Regions from separate parts of the Callithrix jacchus genome. Here region 1 is linked to region 2. A link is a contact called in public Hi-C data. All regions are on one chromosome and are shown on one strand. The core of a region is the stretch at or near the end of the contact, and the rest is flanking DNA. Distances in the headings are between cores, read along the strand shown. Region 1 overlaps ARHGAP35 (Rho GTPase activating protein 35). Region 2 overlaps ARHGAP35 (Rho GTPase activating protein 35).

Region 1 (5,292 bases), core at 776-3,275, 56 kb after region 2:
TGCTGGGATTACGGCTGTGAGCCACCACACCTGGCCTGCCAAAGTATTTTTGAGGAAGACCAAGACTGAAAACTTTGTCAAGGAGCCAAGTGCGGTGGCTCACACCCAGAATCCCAGCACTCGGGAAAGCCAACACGGGCAGATCACTTAGGTCAAGAGTTTGAGACCAGCCTGGCCAACGTAGTGAAACCCCATCTCTACTAAAAATATAAAACCTGGCCAGGTGCTGTGGCAGGCACCTATAATCCCAGCTACTTTAGTGCCTGAGGCATGAGAATTGCTTGAACCCAGGAGGGGGAGGTTGCTGAGATCGTGCCATGGCACTCTAGCCTGGGTGATTTTTTCTTTTTAGATGGAGTCACGCAGAGTATGCATGACTCCATCTAAAAACAAAAACAGAACTTTGTAAAGGAACTTATCTGCCTATGGATGCTCGGTAAATGTCTGTTGAAAGAATAAGGTCTTCCTTGCTTTTGTCAGCTATTTTTAAAATGTTTTATGAAAGTCATACATGGCCATGGTTGAAAGATTAAATAATGCATAAGGCTTGTTTACATATAAAAAGCAGCAGTTTTTGGAAGTGCTTTGTTCCTAAAGTATCTGGTGTCTCTTTTGCCTGGTGTGTGACCCCGATTTTATGGACTCATAGAATTCAGGCATTCTGACTGAGGCTTCTCTGGAGGCCTTAGAGCTCTGGCGTATCTTCTAGAATGGCACTTCTCCAAGTGTGGTTCCCTGGCCAGCAGAAGCGGCATCACCTGGCAATGCTTAGAAATGCAGATTCTGAGGCCAGGTGCGGTGGCCCACACCTGGAATCCCAGCATTTTGGAAGGCAAAGGCAAGAGGATTGCTGGAGCCAGGAGTTCTAGCCTGGGCAACAAAGTAAGACCCCATCTCCACAAGAAACATTTAAAAATTAGCCAGGTGTGGTGGCACATGCCTGTAGTTCCAGCTACTCCGGATGCTGAAGTGAGAGGATCGCTTGAGCCCGGGAGGTTGAGGCCACAGTGAGCCGAGATGGTGCCACTGCACTTCAGCCTCAGCCACAGAGCAAGACCTTGTGTACAAAACAAAAACAAAGAAAAATAGTCTTGGACTCCCCTCCAAACTACTGAATGCAAAACTCTGGCTGGACCCCCCCACCACCTGTACCATAACAGGTCCTCCAGGTGACTCTGATGCATGCACACTCCTAGGAACTAGTGATTTCGAGCATAATAGATGAACAACGCTGGCACTAAAGTCCCACAGGATTCAAATCCCATCTGTGTGACTCACTCACTCTCTGACCTTGTACGTTCCTTTACCTCCTGGCCTCAGCATTCCTATCTGTAGAATGGGATAGTAATCAGCAGTCTGGAGGGGTTATTATGAGAACTGCTATAAAAAGGCATGTAAGCACTTAGCATCGTGTGCCTCATGCAGAGTAAGCATTTGATAAATGGCTTATCATTATTGTTATTAGCTAGCTTTTTAAACAGTACCCCAGTCAGATGGTTGTCTGGTGAGAGGAGATTCGAAAACTCTGGTCTGTTTCAGTGAATGACAGCTATGGCTGTTCATGGTTCTATAGAGAGAGAATATTTGCTATTCTGTAATTGCCATTCTTGGTTGTAGCTCTGTCCCCTAGAGCCATTGGAACAAGACTTTTCTACATGGCCATGTTCAGATATTTGAAGATCGTGATCTTGGCTGTTCTGAGCTTTTTCTTGTTCTATTTCCAAAGATTAACTTAAACATAGAAGATATTTTGCTTGTGAAAATGCTGACCAAAAAAAATAAATAAAAAAGATAAAAAATTGAAGATATTTGCAGCGAGTAGGGAGGGCTTTTAAAAAAGGAGAAAAAGAGAAAAGGCCTACTGCCAAGGCTCTGCTTTGGTGATGTGGGTCTTTGGAGATGTCTGGTAGGTAAGGGTGCCTATGGGTTTAAAGTTGAGGCTTTCTCAGATGGACTTGGGGGCCTGCGATAGACTTGATTGGTGGAGGTCACTGCTGGTAAGAATTCTGCCTTCTGCTGTTGGCACATGTGGGCCAGAGTCACCCTAGAGTGTTTACATGTGGGAACACTGGGTGTTCCAGATACAGACGCCTTAATATCTAGCATCTTTGCCTGGGGTCTGCTCCAGGACCCCAGCCCTTTTCCTGCTGCGGTCTCAGGCCTTTGGCAAACTGCCCATGCTCTCTCCAGCATCCTGTTTCTCACCTGCAGCCTTGGTGGTGTCTGCAGCCTGCTCTCAGTTTTTTTAATCTTTTTAAAATTGATGTCTAATTAGTAGCTATGATAAATTGCACTAGCCGAGCAAATGCTACCTCCCCTAAATTACGCCATGGTATTGTGTACGACAGCAGCAGGGCTGCTATTTTAAAATGGGATTGCGTAAAATAAACATGTGCCCAGATGACAGGAAGTACTAAACTGATGATTAACTGATGCTCCGGCTCGGCCTCGTGGCTTCCAGTGCTTCCATTTCTGTGACGATCCATCTAGTGAGGTTTCAGCAGGTCCGCACCACTGATAATTGCCAGATCACTCATTTGGAGTTTGTCTCCTGGCCTCTGATGCCGGGGCTGGTGGCCATTAGGAGGCAGTGCAGAGCAGTCCTCAGTCCCACCGAGGGTCAGGGTTGCCAGAAAGTGAGCCGACGCGGCCCTCGGCTGGCTGGGTCTTCTGCAGCTGGGAGACTGCCTCTCTGCAATGGGACTCGGGAACAGCGACATGGCTGCATTATTCCGGACTCTTGAGACTTGTGCCGTTGGTCCTATCATTTTCTTTGTATTATGGAGGCTGACACTGAGGGAAAGGGAAAAATCACTTAGCTTTAGTTTAGTTTTTCAAATTAGGAGATGAAGACTGGCACCTGCTGACACATACGCAAGGCATGCCTACATTGTCCTGAGAGTAGCTGAGAAAAGAGTCCATGGAAGAATTACTGACTAGGGCTGGTGAGCAGGGTCTCGACAGCACAGCAGGTAGGGGTGTGCCGTCTCAAAAGCTGCCCGGGTGCTTAGGCCAGATGGCTTCACCCAAGTGTAGTATTGCTTCCGGGAGCGGGGGGCACTGTGGTCTGGACCCCAGCCTGTTGGATTAATAGGACACAGCAGAAGCCTGAGCCCGGTGTCTCCTGGAATGGTAAGGAGGCAGGACGGTGGCAGAGGCCCTCGACTCAGACCACACTGCCTCTAGCAGCTGTGATCTGGGGCAAGGACTTCTTTCTAAACCTTAGTTTTCTCATCTGTATTCTCCACCCACCCAACAGCTCCTCCCATGAGGTGTGGGAGATTAAATGGCATCATCATTCATTCAATAAACAAGCCGGCCAGGCACGGTGGCTCACGCCTGTAATCCCAGCACTTTGGGAAGCCGAAGTGGGTGGATCATGATGTCAGGAGTTTGAGACCAGCCTGGCCAGTATGGTAAAACCCCATCTCTACTGAAAATACAAAAAATTAATGGCCAGGCACAGTGGCTCAAGCCTGTAATCCCAGCACTTTGTGAGGCCGAGGCGAGTGGATCACGATATCAAGAGATCGAGACCATCCTGGTCAACATGGTGAAACCCCGTCTCTACTAAAAAAAAAATACAAAAAATTAGCTGGGCATAGTGGCGCGTGCCTGTAATCCCAGCTATTTCAGAGGCTGAGGCAGGAGAATTGCTTGAACCCAGGAGGGGAGGTTGCGGTGAGCCAAGATCACGCCATTGCACTTCAGCCTGGATAACGAGAGCAAAACTCCGTCTCAAAAAAAAAAAAAAAATTAGCTGGGGTGTGGTGGCGTGCATCTGTAGTCCCAGCTGCTCGGGAGGCTGAGACAAGAGAATTGCTTGAACCCGGTAGGCAGAGGTTGCAGTGAGCCAAGATCACACCACTGTACTCCAGCCTGGGCTACAGAACAAGACTCTATCTCAAAAAAAAAAAAAAATTAGCCAGGTGTGGTAGCATGTGCCTATAATTCCAACTACTTGGGAGCTGAGGCAGAAGAATTGCTTGAACCTGGGAGGCACAGGTTTCAGTGAGCCAAGATTGCACCATTGCGCCACAGCCTGGGCAAGAGAGCAAGACTCCGACTCAAAAAAATAAACAAGCCAACGGTGGATGGCTACAAAGCGCCTAGCTCAGTGCACAGTGTGTAACCACTCTGGTTTAGAAAGTGCCAGCACTCCTCGCAGGCGAGGACAGCAGTGGCAGCTCCTTCGTAACTAGGTGTTGCGTGGTGGGATGTCCCTGGCGTTGGTCCATTAACCTCCGTTTCTCTGGGGGGAAAAGCCTTGGTCAGTTAACAGCCTTTAAGCCAGGGAATTGATGCCTCTTGCTCCAGTGTTGTTGAAGTCTGAAGAAGTCTGGGAACCCAGAAAACAAGCAGGCCATTTGCTTTGATCTTGCCTGATGGCTGCCTCTCCAGAGGCAGCAGTGACAATGATAACCGACACGTGGCTCTCGGGAGCCTGACTGACTCCAGGGCCCGGTGCTCTCCACTGTCCACACTGTTTCTGGTGTTCAGTGATGGCTTCTTCTCTGCGCCTTCAGCAAGACAGTCTCTCAAAGCCAGTCTTCAGGTGGGACCCAGGGTTGCTTTAGCCATGAGGTCCCATGTCCGTTTTCACAGTGACTTCACCATCCTTTAGACGAAGTCCTTTAGATCTTGATGGCACACAGTGGACCTCCTCTGCCAGGACAGGGCGAGTGGAATGAGTGCTTGGAATCCACTCTAAGCTGAACAGGCTCCTCGGCCCAGGGGAGGATGGGGAGGGAGTGGGAGTCCATCCTTCACTTGATATTTTATTCTAACTTACTTAATCAACTTTTACTACTTTTTTTTCTTATATCACACTGTATACCAAATAAGATCCAGAATGAACACAGAATGAAATGATTTTTTTAACTGATAAAAAGAACAAGAAGGAAAAACTGAATAGCTGATATACGAATAGGAAAAACCTATTCTGAGCATAAAAACAAAGGAAGGCATAAGGAAAATGACTGGTCTTGAAAGCCTAACATTTTTGAATTACGGACTTCAACCGATTCAGTAAACAAAATTAGAAGACAGATAAGAAAAAGGAAAAATGTAAACATATGTAACGTTGAGATAATTACTTAATATTCATAGACTTTCACAAGTATAAAATAAGAACCACTGTAATAGGAAAATTAACAAGAACACGAATATGATATTCACAAAGTAAGGAACATCTACATCTATTTCCAATAATCTGTTCAGCTTTTACTGGTTATCAGAAAAAAGCATAGTTGTGAGTTAATCTTTTTTTTTTGAGACAGAGTTCCGCTCTTG
Region 2 (5,245 bases), core at 284-2,783:
TCAAGCGATTCTCCTGTATCAGCCTCCCAGGTTGCTGGGATTACAGATGCCCGCCGCCATGCCTGGCTAATATTTTGTATTTTCTTTTTTTTCTGAGACAGAGTCTCCCTCTGTCTCCAGGCACCAGGCTGGAGTCTAGTGGTTGGAGCCCACTGCAACCCCTGCCTCCTGGGTTCAAGCAATGCTCCTGCGTCAGCCTCCCAAGTAGCTGGGATTACAGGTGCATGCCACTACGCCCAGCTAATTTTTGTATTTTTTAGTAGAGACGGGCTTTCACCATGTTGGCCAGGATGGTCTTGAACTCCTGACCTCAGGTGATCCACCTGCCTTGGCCTCCCAAAGTGCTGGGATGACAGGCGTGAGCCATTGCACCCGGCCTGTGCTGACTAATAATGAATACCACAGGCATCCTCTTGTTTGATTTTCCTTTGCCTGGCTTTTCTCCGTGGAGTCCTTTGTCTGCCTCCAGTGTTTTCTCCTCCAAAGGCTGGTAGAGCCAGACCTGCAGAAAGCAGCCTGACCTGCCTCCAGTATTTTCCCAGAGCCCACCTATTTAATGATACTGGAATCCAAACATTTTGAACCTTTCTTCTCTTCCTCCTCCTCTTCGAATGAAGACTGTTGCCAGAAAAGCTTAAAAATGCTGACAGTCTTGTAATTTGTGGGGGTGTTTGCACACCTGGGAATTAGGAAGGTGGCATAATAGCATAGTGAAATATAACCATATTCTGACTTCTAGCTCCATTTTTAAGACTTACTGAATGATGCCTTAAAAACATATTTCCATTTCCATGCAAGCCAAGCTTTCAAGAGTACACACTGTAGTGGAGGCTCAGCAGAAAACAGCTGGTCACGGTGCGCCTCTGAGATGGCTGTGTTCATGCTGCTAGTGAGCACTTCCTAACCTGAGACTTCCTTCCCCGGGTTGCTGGGTCAGCTGCAAGAAGTGGTCGGCTTCCGGTCTATCTTTAGCTATGTGGGCCACACCCCTTCAGGTCAAATAAAATGATACTTCTGGCCCAAGATCAGTAGCGTGCCAGAAGTCAGTTATGGTGTATCCTTTGGAAAGAGTGACTAGAAGGTGGACTTTTCTTTCACTGCCCTGGGAAATGGTGCTTTGAAATGAGGTTAGTTGCTTTGTTATCCCAGCGCAGAGATGAGCAAATCCTTTGCCCCTAGAGCAAACCTCCTAGTAAAATTGCTGCAGTTGGGAACACAGACTGGCACTTGTTTGACTGGAAAAGCAAGATACCGTCAGGGCAAAGAAGGCCAAGTCAACCCCTATGTGGGGGATTTGGATGTTGATTTTTATTGGCATGACAAAGCACTACAATATTTATCTGAAGGGAGGGGGCAGCCAGGGCCTCGGATTTCTGTTGGTAATGGAAAATACACTCAGTACCTCTTGCGTGCCAGACACCATGGGGGAATGGCACAGACCCTTCTTGCCCAGACCTCGGTCCCCAGTTGAGGCAGTAAGACCTACACAGCTACTGAAAAGCGGTGGCCTGCCCAGGGAAGGCTGTGTGTGGGCATGCTGGGGTAGGTACGTTAGAGCAGGGTGTAGTGCTTAGGAGCCCAGGCTCTGGGAATCTGGGCTACGGTCAGCTCAGCTCCTCCACGTCCTCACTTGGACCTTGGGCACATGAGTCACCTCTCCACATTCTTTCTGTAAAAGAGGGAGCACCTTCCTGATCAGATGTGAGAAGTGAGCACTGGGCATAGTGCATGCCGGGCAGGTGTCAGCTGTTATCATCCAGCTAGACCTCGAAGAACGAGTGGACCTGCGGTCCTGGCATGAGGTGAGGAAGGATTTGAAGGTGGAAATATGCATGTTGTATTCAGAGAAAGGAGAACGCTTGTCTGAGCTAGCTGTGGGCTTGAGGGGCCAACATTATACATCCCTCGGGTGGAAGTTTTAACCCCATGCATTATTGAGCTGCTTTCTTGGTACTTACCCTAGCAACTGCCCTAACAAAAAAGCTATGCTCTGGGTACCAATGTGATACAGAAAACAATCACTCAGTGCTCTTGGTTGGTTTGCTAGATTAGGTCTTTACTGTAAAACTGGAGTCGGAGTGAGGGAATCGCTTTCATTTCTCCTCATGAAAGTGTAGACTGTAAAGCTGACTCTCATTCTGGGTGCTTTTCCCAGCTGAACCATTTAGCAACCCACCCTCATAGTGGGAGCCTTCCGCACTCAGCTGAATGAAATTGAAAATCTACGATTGCACTTCAGCGGGACCATGAATAGTGGCTTTGTCTATAAAGAGCTGTTGTTGCACATGGTCTCTGTCTCCCAGTGCCATGCGTTTGCAAAGAGGAGATCAGGATCGGCAGGGTCTTATTTTAAAGCCAAAAAACAGGCTGGGGAGCCTTGTTCCACAAAGTATGCCTTTTGGGCATGCTGAAATGGCTGCATTCGGTGTGTTTGACTGTGGACTTAGAGAGAAGACATTATTGGCTATTTACCCTTCTATCTGATGTGTTCTTATTTTGGTGCTTAAAAAAAAAAAAAGACAAAACAGAATGATAAAGAAAATCTTTCACTCACTGCAGCAACCACATGACAAGACAACCTATTGAAAAGCTAACCAGTTCAATCATGCATTGTTTGGTCTATAAGGCACCAAGTAACCAGTTTGACAGTTTGTGGCCCCCCTAGTGAATTGGCTTATTTCATTGGATTCAGTGAATTGGCTGGTTGTTGTGGCTTTGTGTGGACACAGCTCTCATTTTGTGAGGCCTAGAACGGAGTTAAAGTTTCTAGTGTGAATAAAAACCAGCTGGGGAATTGGACTGCTTGCTCCCCTGGGAGGGATGTTGCATTTTGACAGACAAGCTGAATGTGATGAAATATGAGCTCTTTGTAACCTGCTCTGGAAAGATTCTCAGTGTGTGCCTCAGAAGTGGTTAGTCCTACTCAATGAGCTTTGAGACTAAATACATACCTTGGTTTTAAAAATGGGGTGGGCACACTTACTTGACGTTGGATTTTATGTTTCCTGAAAAAATTGTGTCTTTTAAATGAGGTACTTTGTCTCCAGAGCACAAGTTCAGTCATTCTTTTAGGAAGGAGACATTCAATTCAGCGTCTGGGCATTTAGTGAGCATTTGTTTTGTGCCCAGCATTGTGCTAAGTGCCCTAGGTGTGGTAGTGACGTTAATCGCGCTTACAGTCTTGGGGACGTTAGGTTTGAAGCATGTACTCGCGTGCATTCTGAATATTACTAGCGGGAAGGTACGTACGGGAAACTAAGGAATTGGGTAACAAAGGAGTTTAACCTAAGCTGAGGTATCAGGAAAGCTCCCCAAGGAAATGATATTAATTAAGGCTGAGACTCTTGAAGCATGAGGGCAAAGGCAGTGAAGATGGAAGCTTTTGTGAAGCTGAAAGAACTTGATGCATTCAAAGCATTCAAAGAAGCTTACCGTGGCTGCTGTGGAGAGGTGAGGGAGACCCAGGCCAAACACAGGCTATGGCTACCATGTGAAGGGTTCTGTGTTTTTGTGCATTTATTGAATACCTACTGTATGCCAGGTGCGTGCCAGGCATTTTCATCAATGTTGTATTTATTCCTCCTCCCAGTGTTAATGAGGCGATGTTTTGCATCCTTGTTTTAGAGGTGAGAGATTCAACTAAGGCTCAGATTCAACACCTTGCCCCAGCTGGTATAGCTACTGAGTGGGAAAGCTGAGATTCTGAACCCCGGTGCTCTGACCCACTTCCCGTGGATTTTTATAATCCATTCTGCAGAAAAGTTGCTAATATTCAACCGTCAGGTGCCTATATTTAGACTACTCAATAAGTCCAGTCGATTTGTTCATTCAAACAAAGGATCTTTGATTATCTGAAAAAAATCCATTTCTCCTCACTGCTCCCTAGAACAGCACGGTGCTGTTTGTTTCCAGCTTCAGAGCCTGGTTGAGTGGAGGACAAAAAAGGCATGGGGACATTGAAATAGCAACTGGAACTTTGAGAAATTGTTTCGAACTGGTGTCACTCGATTCTCAGTTTATTTTAAGCCTGAGGAACTTCTGTAGTGTGTTTTTGGTGAATAAAAATAGACTATCTTTAACTATCTGCCTTAGCTTACAGCACACCTGTTCTTAAAAAAAATTACAATAGGCAACCTAAGTTTGTTTTTCAAAGCACAGGGAATTGTGCTGCTGCCTCACTGAGCCAACTCAGTCTCCTCCACCACCTGGTGCTACTGAAACACCTCTGTGGGGACTCACATTATTCCAGCTTTAGTCAGGAATCACCTTTGCTTATAAGGCAAAGGCCTTCCAAATGGATTTTATCCAGCATTTGAGAGAGGCGAGCAGATAAAAACTGACCCATAGCGCTGGAAATTCCAAATTCAGTGTGTATTGAACTTGAGGCATGTGTTCATGAAAATGTACCTGGAACTAGTGGGCCTTCCTCACTGTTTGTCTCCCAGTCACACTGGCCATGAATTGTCTTCTCAAGGGTGGACCCATGGTCACCAGACTTCCACACCTTTATAGAGCAAAATGCTATGGTCTAAGCTGGGCATGGTGGCTCACACCTGTAATCCTAGCACTTTTAGAGGCCAAGGCAGGCAGATCACTTGAGGTCAGAAGTTCGAGACCAGCCTGGCCAAAATGGCGAAACCCCATCTCTACAAAAAAATACAAAAATTAGCCAGGTGTGGTGGCAGGCACCTATAATCCTACCTACTGGGGAGGCTGAGGCAGGAGAATCGCTTGAACCCGGGAGGCAGAGGTTGCAGTGAGCCAAGATTACACCACTGCATTCTAGCCTGGACAAAAGAGGGTGACTGTCTCAAAAAAGAAAAACGCTATGGTCTGGATTTAGTTAGGTCCTGCAATAGGATGACATACCTCCGTTTCTTTGTCCATTATTTAAGAGGATTAGGGATGTCAGGAAGGCCCGGACTTTGTGCTCCTTCCTGTTCATCTCTAAATAAAGATGCTCCAAGATGGCGAGTGACTGAGTCACAGTATTAACTGCCGGCTTGAAGAAGGCCATAGCTAAGCATTTGTGCTTTAATAATAGATTTTGCCATCAAGAATACATCTGCCTTCAGGTTTTCTCTTAAACTTGGGCGTTGAATTTTTCCGAGCCAGGAGGGGGAGCACTGGTTAACCAAGAATACATTTGGAGCATAAGCAAATAACTTAATTGAAAAGGTCCTTTTGAAACTCTTTTGGAAATAGGAGAGAATAATTGCCAATCAGAAAGGCACTGTTGAATCCT

Evidence for each region. A called contact is a pair of places that touch in the nucleus more often than the background predicts.
Region 1: a Hi-C map of skeletal muscle shows a contact between it and region 2, with 1.9 times the contacts expected there. The contact joins two enhancer-like sites. A contact is called at or near these places in 3 of 3 Hi-C or Micro-C datasets (induced pluripotent stem cells and skeletal muscle).

Annotation. Positions count from the first base shown.
Region 1 is chr22:40,951,371-40,956,662 of calJac240_pri, forward strand. The region is part of intron 4 of ARHGAP35 (Rho GTPase activating protein 35); the gene reads left to right. Among named protein-coding and RNA genes, the nearest start is that of NPAS1, 34 kb to the right of the region's middle. Within about 2 kb of position 2,026, at least 4 of the 16 cell types and tissues checked have an H3K27ac peak or open chromatin away from gene starts, as enhancers often do. A contact at or near this core is called in skeletal muscle, where this site is marked.
Region 2 is chr22:40,896,243-40,901,487 of calJac240_pri, forward strand. The region is part of intron 3 of ARHGAP35 (Rho GTPase activating protein 35); the gene reads left to right. Among named protein-coding and RNA genes, the nearest start is that of ARHGAP35, 65 kb to the left of the region's middle. Within about 2 kb of position 1,534, at least 4 of the 16 cell types and tissues checked have an H3K27ac peak or open chromatin away from gene starts, as enhancers often do. A contact at or near this core is called in skeletal muscle, where this site is marked.